2 separate regions of the Gossypium hirsutum genome follow, and region 1 is linked to region 2. A link is a contact called in public Hi-C data. All regions are on one chromosome and are shown on one strand. Each heading gives the region's core, a stretch centred on a gene start, on an enhancer-like site or on the middle of the called end of the contact. The rest is flanking DNA. Distances are from core to core; before and after follow the strand shown. Region 1 has its middle 58 kb from the start of LOC107924044. Region 2 holds the start of LOC107924044 (scarecrow-like protein 6).

What was found. Hi-C and Micro-C count contacts between places; a contact is called where the count stands out from the background.
Region 1: a contact with region 2 is called in a Hi-C map of leaf, with 1.8 times the contacts expected there. The contact joins the enhancer-like site here to the promoter of LOC107924044 in region 2. A contact is called at or near these places in 11 of 34 Hi-C or Micro-C datasets (anther, callus, fibers and 3 more).

What each region holds. Positions count from the first base shown.
Region 1 is chrA12:76,613,929-76,618,652 of Gossypium_hirsutum_v2.1, forward strand. It overlaps the pseudogene LOC121211400. Among protein-coding and RNA genes, the nearest start is that of LOC107924044, 58 kb to the left of the region's middle. Within about 2 kb of position 1,788, at least 7 of the 9 cell types and tissues checked have an H3K27ac peak or open chromatin away from gene starts, as enhancers often do. A contact at or near this core is called in fibers and leaf, where this site is marked.
Region 2 is chrA12:76,556,457-76,561,008 of Gossypium_hirsutum_v2.1, forward strand. LOC107924044 (scarecrow-like protein 6) reads left to right here and starts at 1,970. Exons shown (of 1, transcript XM_016854312.2): 1 at 1,970-4,512. The coding sequence starts at 2,310. The coding sequence ends at 4,241.

The DNA of each region.
Region 1 (4,724 bases), core at 538-3,037, 57 kb after region 2:
AACTGCCACTCGAAATCAGTAAGCTTAAAACATGATTCGATGTCAGACATAGAGACAAGGAATACTCACAGATGCCAAATCTGCACTGTTGTAGCTACCATTGTCTGAAACGGAAGCCCAAGGTGAAGAGCCTTCTTTGGATCCTTCTTTAACAGGTGAAGGAGGTCGAGGAGGTGCTATGTAAGCAACCCTCAATTTACATTCCTCAACATGATGTCCGGATTCCTTATTAAACTAGACCGAAAAGCAAACAGTTAGAAAAAAAAAAAACCCAAACTTAAAATCAAATCTGGTAGAGTATGATAAAATACCATCTCTGGTGTTATATCCTTTGTTGTAGCTCCGGGACTAGTGACCACACGTTGAAGTAAAAACTTATAGTGACCACACTTTGAAGTAAAAACTTATCTTTGCATTGCATATCAAGAGGTGCTTCTTTTTGAGCTTGCATCGCAACTGGTTCCATAAATTAACCAATTAAACTATGATTTCAAGATTTGAAGATGATACATGATTAACAACAAGTAATTATAGATACGTTCAAGTTTTGTGAGAGGGAGACCTGTAACGTTGCATGTAGACCAAGGCAGACCAACTCCATTGTTAGGCTTTACACAGTACTTCCTTGGGTTTTTCGTTTTGACCTGGAAAACAACATACATGAAAAAGCTTTGTTACCATAAATCGCTAGCTCCATAGAGATTTTCGGTAAAAGATTCATGGAGACCCTTGTACTTGGAGTCAGATTACATTTTGCTCCCTTCACTCAAAAAATGAGCAAATTAGTCATTGTAGGTTAGATGAAAGAGTAAATTATTCCTATTAAAAGTTTCATCCATTTCTACTATTAAAAACCAGTCCGTGTACATAACCATGTGGTAGATGTGGCATGGTTATTCCCTCAATCATGTTAGTGTTTTTAACAATAGAAATGGATAAAATTTTGAATAGAAAGACCAGTTTACTCTTTATATAATGTAAAAGAACTAATTTGCCCATTTTCCAAGTAAAGAAAGTAAAATTCAATATGACTCATAGTACAAGATACTCTATAATACATTTACTAGCAATTTTCGAATTGGTACGCATGTTTCAAAACAATTAACACTACCAATCCTACTTTATTATAAAATTATTGAGTAAAACAAATAATTCACAAACTTCAGAATATATAGAATTATGTATTTACATAAACACAAAAACAATACATATTTGATAAAAAATTAAGTCTAATAAATCGATTATACAAACCAGATAATCTTATATTACAGCAAAATCCCATATTAATTTACTCACATGAGATTTAAGAAATAGCTTAATTTTACCTTAAAAGCCACATAATTGTTGGTCTTGTTGGACAGATTTAAAGAACATGAAATCTGCTTTCTCAATTCAACCAAATTCAAGACAAAAAAATTTGTTAAAATTTTCGAAAAAAAGAAGTGGAAACGATGAAGATATGGATCTGTAAAGCAACAAAAAAAAAGTTAAATTTTTTTTAAAAAAAGTTTATTTTTTAAAGCTTGGAAAGATGCTTACAGGGAAATTGAAGCTCTTGAGGATCGATGCTAAGAAGTTCGCCGGTGGTCATCTTAGTGAGAGGGTCGCCGGAGATATGAACTATTGGTGGCGGATTCCGGCGGAGAGGCGGTGGAGGGTTTGGGTCTCCGGCGTGAGAGGAAATAAAAGAAAAAAAATTATTAGAGGTGGAGATTAAGACAACGGTGAGCGGTCTTCGAGAGAGAGCTGAAAAGAAAGAACCGTGGGACAGTGACGTTTGTCTTGTTTGGGGGTTGACTGTGGTTGTGTCCGGTTTTATTTATTACAGTTCCATGCGGTTCCATTTAGGGTTATAATTGTCTTTCTGTCTAAGTACTATTTAAGAATATTTCAAATAGGGTTATGTAATTATTGGACATTTAACTTCTCAACCATGTTGATTTTGGTGATCGTAACTTTGGATAATCTCCGAGGTCAGTAAATTATTACTACATTTATGTTTTGGTCATTCATTTTTAAAAAATTATAAAATTGTCAATAAATTATTTGAAAATTTTTATTTAAGTAAATGAGTTATTAAAATTATTGTTCTATTTCTTTCTTTATTTGCATTGTTTGCATGAATCGAAAACTCTTATTTCCCTTCTCTTTTACCATTCATTTTTTTGGCATAATTACAAAAAAAAGCCCTCAACCTTTGGGGGCTTTTGGATATATGCCCCTAACCATTTTTTTTATTTCGGCCCTCAACGTAACAGAGTTTTTAGACATCAACCCTATTGAAACGGTAATCATCAGTTGATTGTTAGTCAACAATCGGTCAAAAGAATTAGTCTATGTGGCGTTCCAGTTGACTGATGATGTGGCAAACATTTAAATAATAATGCTGACGTGACAAAAAAATTAAACAAATTTAATAAACATAAAACAAAAAAATCCTAAATCCTTCAAATCATCTCAAACCCCCAAATTCAAAACTTTTTTCTCAAATTCTAAAATCCTTAACTCGTCAAATTCCCCAAATCGTGAAATCCCCAAATCCATAACATTCGAAATCTTCATTGAATTCCTAAAATCTTGAAATCCCTAAATATTAAAATCTTCAAATTTTGAAATCCCTAAATCATTAGTATTCCAAAATATTCTTAAAATCCATAAAACTTTTACAAACCAAATCATTGAATCCCTAAAACTTTTAGGAACAAAAAAGCTTCAACAATCATGAGCAGTTTCCGTAACCCAAAATCGAAATGTAGATGCTTTCTTATTTGGTTTGTTGGGAAAATAAATTCCATTTTTGGTTTGGTTTGTTGGTTATTTGTGATTTATTATTGCAATTTCAGTGCCACAATATAGGGCTTGTTTTGTCGATTTGTGATGCGACAATGGTCCCGATGTTATTGATAAAGCTGTTATTAAAATTGTTTATGGTTATTTGTGATTTATTATTGCAATTTCAGTGCCACAATGTAGGGTTTGTTTTATCAATTTGTGATGCGACAGTGGTCTCGATGTTGTTGATTTCTGTTACCGAAGCAAAAATATGTTAAATTTGTAAACATGTGTTACTGTTTTGTATTGTATTCAAAGAAATGGTCCCAATGTAGATAGTGAATTTCGCTTTTTTTTAATGTTTTTTACTTAGAAAATTATTTGTTTATATTTTGCAGATGTCATCAGATGAGGAATATTATATTATTTTGCACGTGGGTGGGTACTTTGTAAATGACCCATATGTTAGACATGTAGGTGGGGAAGTGATTAGGCTTAAAGAGGATCCAGACACAATATCTTATTTTGAATTATGTAAAATAGTAAAAATTGGGTTAGGGTATAACACTGTCATGTTAATATATTTTCATGAGCTTGGTACATATATTTTCATGAGCTTGGTACAGTAGGGTTACAAAATAATCTAAGGGTGATTTATGATGACACTTCCACCATAGCTATGTTAGACTTTTAGGTCAAGTTTAAGGAGATTAACCTATATGTTGAACACGAGGTTGATAACCCTATAATTGCAGGCAAAATTTTTCTGTTGACTACTGGGAAGGGTGATGTTGAAGGGCTAGAAGTTAATGGGAAGGGTGATGATGAAGGGTTAGAATCTGATGATGAAGGTGATCTGGAAAGGGTAGAATTTGTGGGGGAGGGTGATGTAGGAGGGGTACAAGTTGATGGGAAGGGTGTGTCTGTTACTGGTATTGAGGTAGATGAGTATGGTGGTGTGGAAAGTGGTGGACAGATTAGTTTAGGGTCTATTGTTGGAGAGGATAATGATAGTGAAGTTGCTACTGATGAATATGCTGGTGATTTTGTAAACATCAGATGGAGTGGATAATGTTGTTGCTGAAAGTAATGGAGAAGAGGAAGATGGGAATGAGACTGAGGTATGTGACTCAGATGAACATGGAAGCTTGATTGGGTCTGATGAAGATGAAGAACATGAAGATGGTGAGAGAAGGAGGAGCAAGTTTCCCTTATACAATGATAAGTTAAAATTTAGTTTGGGAATGTTGTTTAAGGATGACAAACGATTTAAGAGTGCAATTCGAAAGTACTTTAAAGAATGTAGAAGACAATTGAAGTTTATTAAGAATGAACCGAAAAGGGTTGTTGTGAGGTGCATTACTTCCCCTAACAGTCAATAGAGAATTAAGGCTAGCTACAGTCTTTTTGTGAAATGCTTGCAAATAAAGAAGTTTCAGGATGAGCACCATTGTTCAGTTAGTTTTAAGAACAAAATGGTGCCTGTCGCTATGATTGCCCAACATTTTGAAGTAACTATCAAGGATCACCCTAAGAAGAAGCTGAATGAAATTCAAAGAAGATTTACTTCTGAGATGCATGTAAACGTGACCATTGACTGTTGTTATATAGTGAAGAAAATAGTGAAGAAAAAATGGCTGGGAATCATAAGGAGGAATTTGGCTTGCTATGAAACTATGCTCATGAGTTTAGGTCAAAGATGCCAGTAAGCACAGTAAAAATTATTGTTCAAAGGGTGACAACAGACTCCTTTCCTTATTTTAAGAGGTATTATGTGTGCTTTGATTCACTAAAGAGAGGCTGAAAAGCAGGGTGTAGGCCACTCATTGGGTTAGATGGTTGCTTCCTAAAAGGCCCATTTAAAAGTGAATTTCTCACAACTGTTGGAAAGGACACAAATAACCAAATGTTCCCTATTGAATGAGCTGTGGTTGAAGTGGAGTGCATTGATT
Region 2 (4,552 bases), core at 720-3,219:
TATACTAACTCTCTTATCTCGCACGACCAGCAACGAATCTAGAAGAAATGACGACACCAGTCAGAATAGTAACAAAATAGAAGACAAAAGGAACGACAAAAGAAAAATCAAAGGGACTAATGTGAAGAATACAAAGAAAAATGTGAGAGAGATGAAGAAGCAAAAAGAAAATTCCCAGTAACCAGAGAGAAAAATAGACGTGCAAGCAAAATGGAGAAAGTGGAAAACGGGAAAGTTAAAGTGAGGAATGGCAAAAATAAGCTAAGGCCTTATTATTGAATTAGTAATCTCATTCTTGCCAGCAAATTAACAAAAATTAAAGATAACCCTTATGAACCAAATCAGGTATGGAATCAAAATTAATAAAGAATTTTCTAAGGAAACAAATTAAACACAGAACTTCAAGCACACAACTGGAACACTTAACCACTGAATCAAATTAATTTACTTACCACGATTCCTACAACGTTAATTCAAAAAACAATACGTGACCACTCTTGGTTCACTAACCCAAATTCTACTAACCCGATTTTTGAGATGTAACATACCAACTCAAGGAAATGCTTGAAATGCAAACGTAATAATATTACATTACCAAACAAATATAAAAGTTTAAAATATGTCACAGGTCATTGTATTTGTCACAAATTTGAAATTTTATCCCAATACTTTTATTTTTAGGAATTTAGTCTTTTTACTTTTTTATTTAAATATTCAGGTCCAACTATTAACATTGTTAAAATTATTTTATTAAATTAAGGTTCATTATAATGTTAGTTTTTTAATTACATGACTACCAAGTTAATATTTTTTTTAAACATCACATTAACAAATTTAACAATATTAATAATTAGACTTGAATTTTTAAATATAAAAAATAAGAAACTAAATTTCTAAAATAAAAATACAAAATTTAAATTTAAGTTTATCACATATTTTTACCAATATAAAATTTCGCAATCCAGTAGGATGATTTTGTTTTCATAATACTTATGGTTTTAATTCTCCAACATTTTGGAAAAGAGAGAGAGAGAGAATTTATAGAAGAAAAGTGACAATTGGTTGAGCTACAAATAAAACACAATGATTGCAGCCTTTTAACAGGCAGGCCATGACCCCATTACTTGGTATACTAAAATTAATAGAAATCAAGCAACCAGCATGCTTAAACATATTAAAAATATAATATAAATATCAATTGAGTCTTAATTTGATTAATATTAGTAATATTGTCTATGTAAGAGGACGCAGATTTAAGTGCGTTGAAGTGCATTATTCTCCTATTTAAAGGTTGATAAGAAATTATAGACAATCGTAAATATTGTATTAATAAAGAGCATATATAATAACAACTTAATGTAAGATTATAAAAAGGAGGATATATATGTAGAAAAACAAATGAACCTAAAGCCAAAGAAAAAACCCTTGTGAGCATCCAAGGCAAACAAAAAAAAGCAAAGGGCAATAGGAGGTGGGGGATAAGTTGATATACATGGGGTGTCCTTGTGCAATAAACAACATTAGGGGTGTTCCATAAATATATATATTGTTGTCTTTCAAAGGTGGTCTTAGTCAATGGTTTACCAATATGGGAATTGTACTGTTCCAAACATATTCAACAATACCTCTAATCATCTAACGTTTGATTCTGATGGCAATTGTTTTATAAGCTTATCGAACAATACTTGAACTAGGGGTAAAAACAAAAATTCTTCATTTGAAGTGCTCAAGACTCTGCTTGCCCTATGCCATCACCGTTGATTAAAAATGTCTAATTCATCACTTTCTTTCAAGTAAGGTTTTAATTTAGGAATTTTATAAATAAAAATCGGATTTTTACTCTCTCTTAGTAAATAATAGAAAAACAAATAAAATTGGAGTCTGTAAAAGAAAACTTTAAAAGATGCTTGGCCACCATATCTTCTCCTAACACTTTATTATTTTGCCTACATTGTTTTCTATTTATCATCTTCCTTTGTTCATTTTTCTTTCTGCAAATTTCTTTTTTAAGTCAGCTTAAAAACAACGCGTTCATTGCGTCCCACACAAATTTCTTTGTATATTTCTGATTTTTTCCCCTTTTTATACCAAAAACTAAAAAGTAAGCACTCAATTGCTTTGTCAAAAGCCATTTATGGTAGGACCTCCATTAACGAACACGACACCTTAATTTGCCCCCCCCCCTTATATTTCCCTCTCTCTCTCTCTCTCTCTTCGTATTCAAGTCTCCCCTTTCTTCTACCTCTAGAATTTTGGGTGCTTCAAATTTTGGAGTGTACTTTTTTTTTTCTTTTGGAGTTTGTTCTTAGATGAATGCCATGCCCCTATCCTTTGAGGAATTTCAAGGGAAGGGGGCTTTAGATTTTGCTTCTTCAACTTCATCTTGTTCCAATTCATCACTGTTATTACAACACCAGCAACAGAAAAAGTGGCAAAACAACAAGGAAAGTTGTTGCTATGTGGGATTTGAGCCCACATCTACAAGAAGCCCGAGTCCACCAACGTCTTCATCAACAGTGTCTTCCTCATTCGGCGGAGGCAGCGGTGGTGCCTCCACGGACAGCAGTGGCGTGGCGGAAACAGCAGCTGTCTCCAAAGGTAAAAGCCAGTCTTTTGATACAGGGACGGGAAAATGTGGTTTAAGTTTGGAGGATTGGGAGAATGACCAATCCATTTTGAGGCTAATTATGGGTGATGTTGATGACCCTTCTTTGGGGTTAAACAAGATCCTTCAACCACCAAGTGGCAGCGGCGGCGGCGGTGGGTCTTCGGAAAATATGGAGTTTAATGCTGGTTTTGGTATGGCCGATCATAGTTTCGGGTTCGACTCCATTACTAGTAGTGTTAGCTTGATGAACAATGATATGGTTTCGTGTTCAAATCCCGTATTTGACCAAAACCAGGCCGAGTTCACCCAGAATCCGTTTATGTTTTTCCCTTCGTATGCTGCTGAAATGCAGGAACATAATCTTTTATCACCACCACCGCCGAAGAGATTCAATTCCGGCACAAGTGGACCGAATTATCAAGTGCCGAAAGTTCAGTTTTCGGCTTCGGGACCGGAGCTTTATCTCCGGCGTCAACAACTGCTTCATCAAAGGCCAACCACGCCGAAGATAGTGACTGATGAAATGGCCAACCAACAGCTTCAGCAGGCAATAATAGACCAATTAATTCAGGCCGCAGAGCTGATCGAAACCGGTGATCCGGTACTCGCGCAAGGGATATTGGCGCGGCTCAATCACCAGCTCTCCCCTGTAGGTAAGCCCTTTATAAGGGCTGCTTTCTACTTTAAGGAGGCCTTACAATTACTCCTTCGTTTCAACACTACCAACACTTCAACTTTGTATACTACCAATATGATTTTCAAGATCGGTGCTTACAAATCGTTCTCTGAGATATCTCCGACCGTTCAATTCGTGAATTTCACTTGTAATCAAGCGCTTCTCGAGGTTTTCGAAGGGTGTAATCGAGTTCACATAATCGATTTCGACATCGGATATGGTGGACAATGGGCTTCTTTGATACAAGAACTTGTTTTAAGAAATGGCGACGCACCCTGTATGAAAATTACTGCGTTTGCTTGTCCAACAAGTTACGATGAATTCGAACTCGGATTCACAATCGAGAATCTTAAGCATTATGCTAATGAAATCAACATGGGTTTCGATATCGAAATAGTTAGCCTCGAGGCATTGAATTCGTGTTCTTGGTCTTCATTGCCCCTGCATTTCGGTGAAAACGAAACGATTGCTGTTAATCTACCGATCGGTTCTTTTTCCAATTACCCTTCAACTCTCCCCTTGATCCTCCGTTTCGTAAAGCAATTATCACCCAAAATCGTTGTCTCGTCTGACCGTGGCTGTGACCGAACCGATGTCCCGTTCCCTCATCACATAATCCATGCACTCCAATCATACTCTGGCCTACTCGAATCCCTCGACGCGGTGAACATGAACCTTGATGCGTTGGAAAAGATTGAAAGGTTCTTCCTTCAACCAAGCATTGAAAAAATCGTGTTGGGTCGACATCGGTCCCTCGAAAGAAGACCTCCATGGAGGAGTTTGTTTATACAATCCGGATTTTCACCATTAACATTCAGTAACTTCACTGAATCACAAGCTGAATGTTTGGTTCAAAGAACACCAATTCGAGGTTTCCATGTCGAAAAAAGACAATCGGCACTTGTTCTTTGTTGGCAAAGGAGAGAATTAATTGCTGCTTCAGCTTGGAGATGCTGATAACCACCATTGGAGGTGCTTCATAATTTTACTGGTTATTATTATTATTATTTGTTGTCTTGTCTGTGTTCTATCAAGAAACCGAACATGTTTAGCATTTGTATGGCTTTTGTACAGCTTACTTCGGATGTGGGTATAACTGGTTTGGTTCTTTTTTTTTTTCATTTGGCTAAGTTGCCATTGTTAGTTATACAGTTAACAACAAAGGCGAAACAAAGTTATGGTAACGGAGAACTTAATTCAATCTTTGTCAATTTGCTTGTTCATGTCATCAATTCTCTTACAATTACACATTCAAATCCACTGAAATT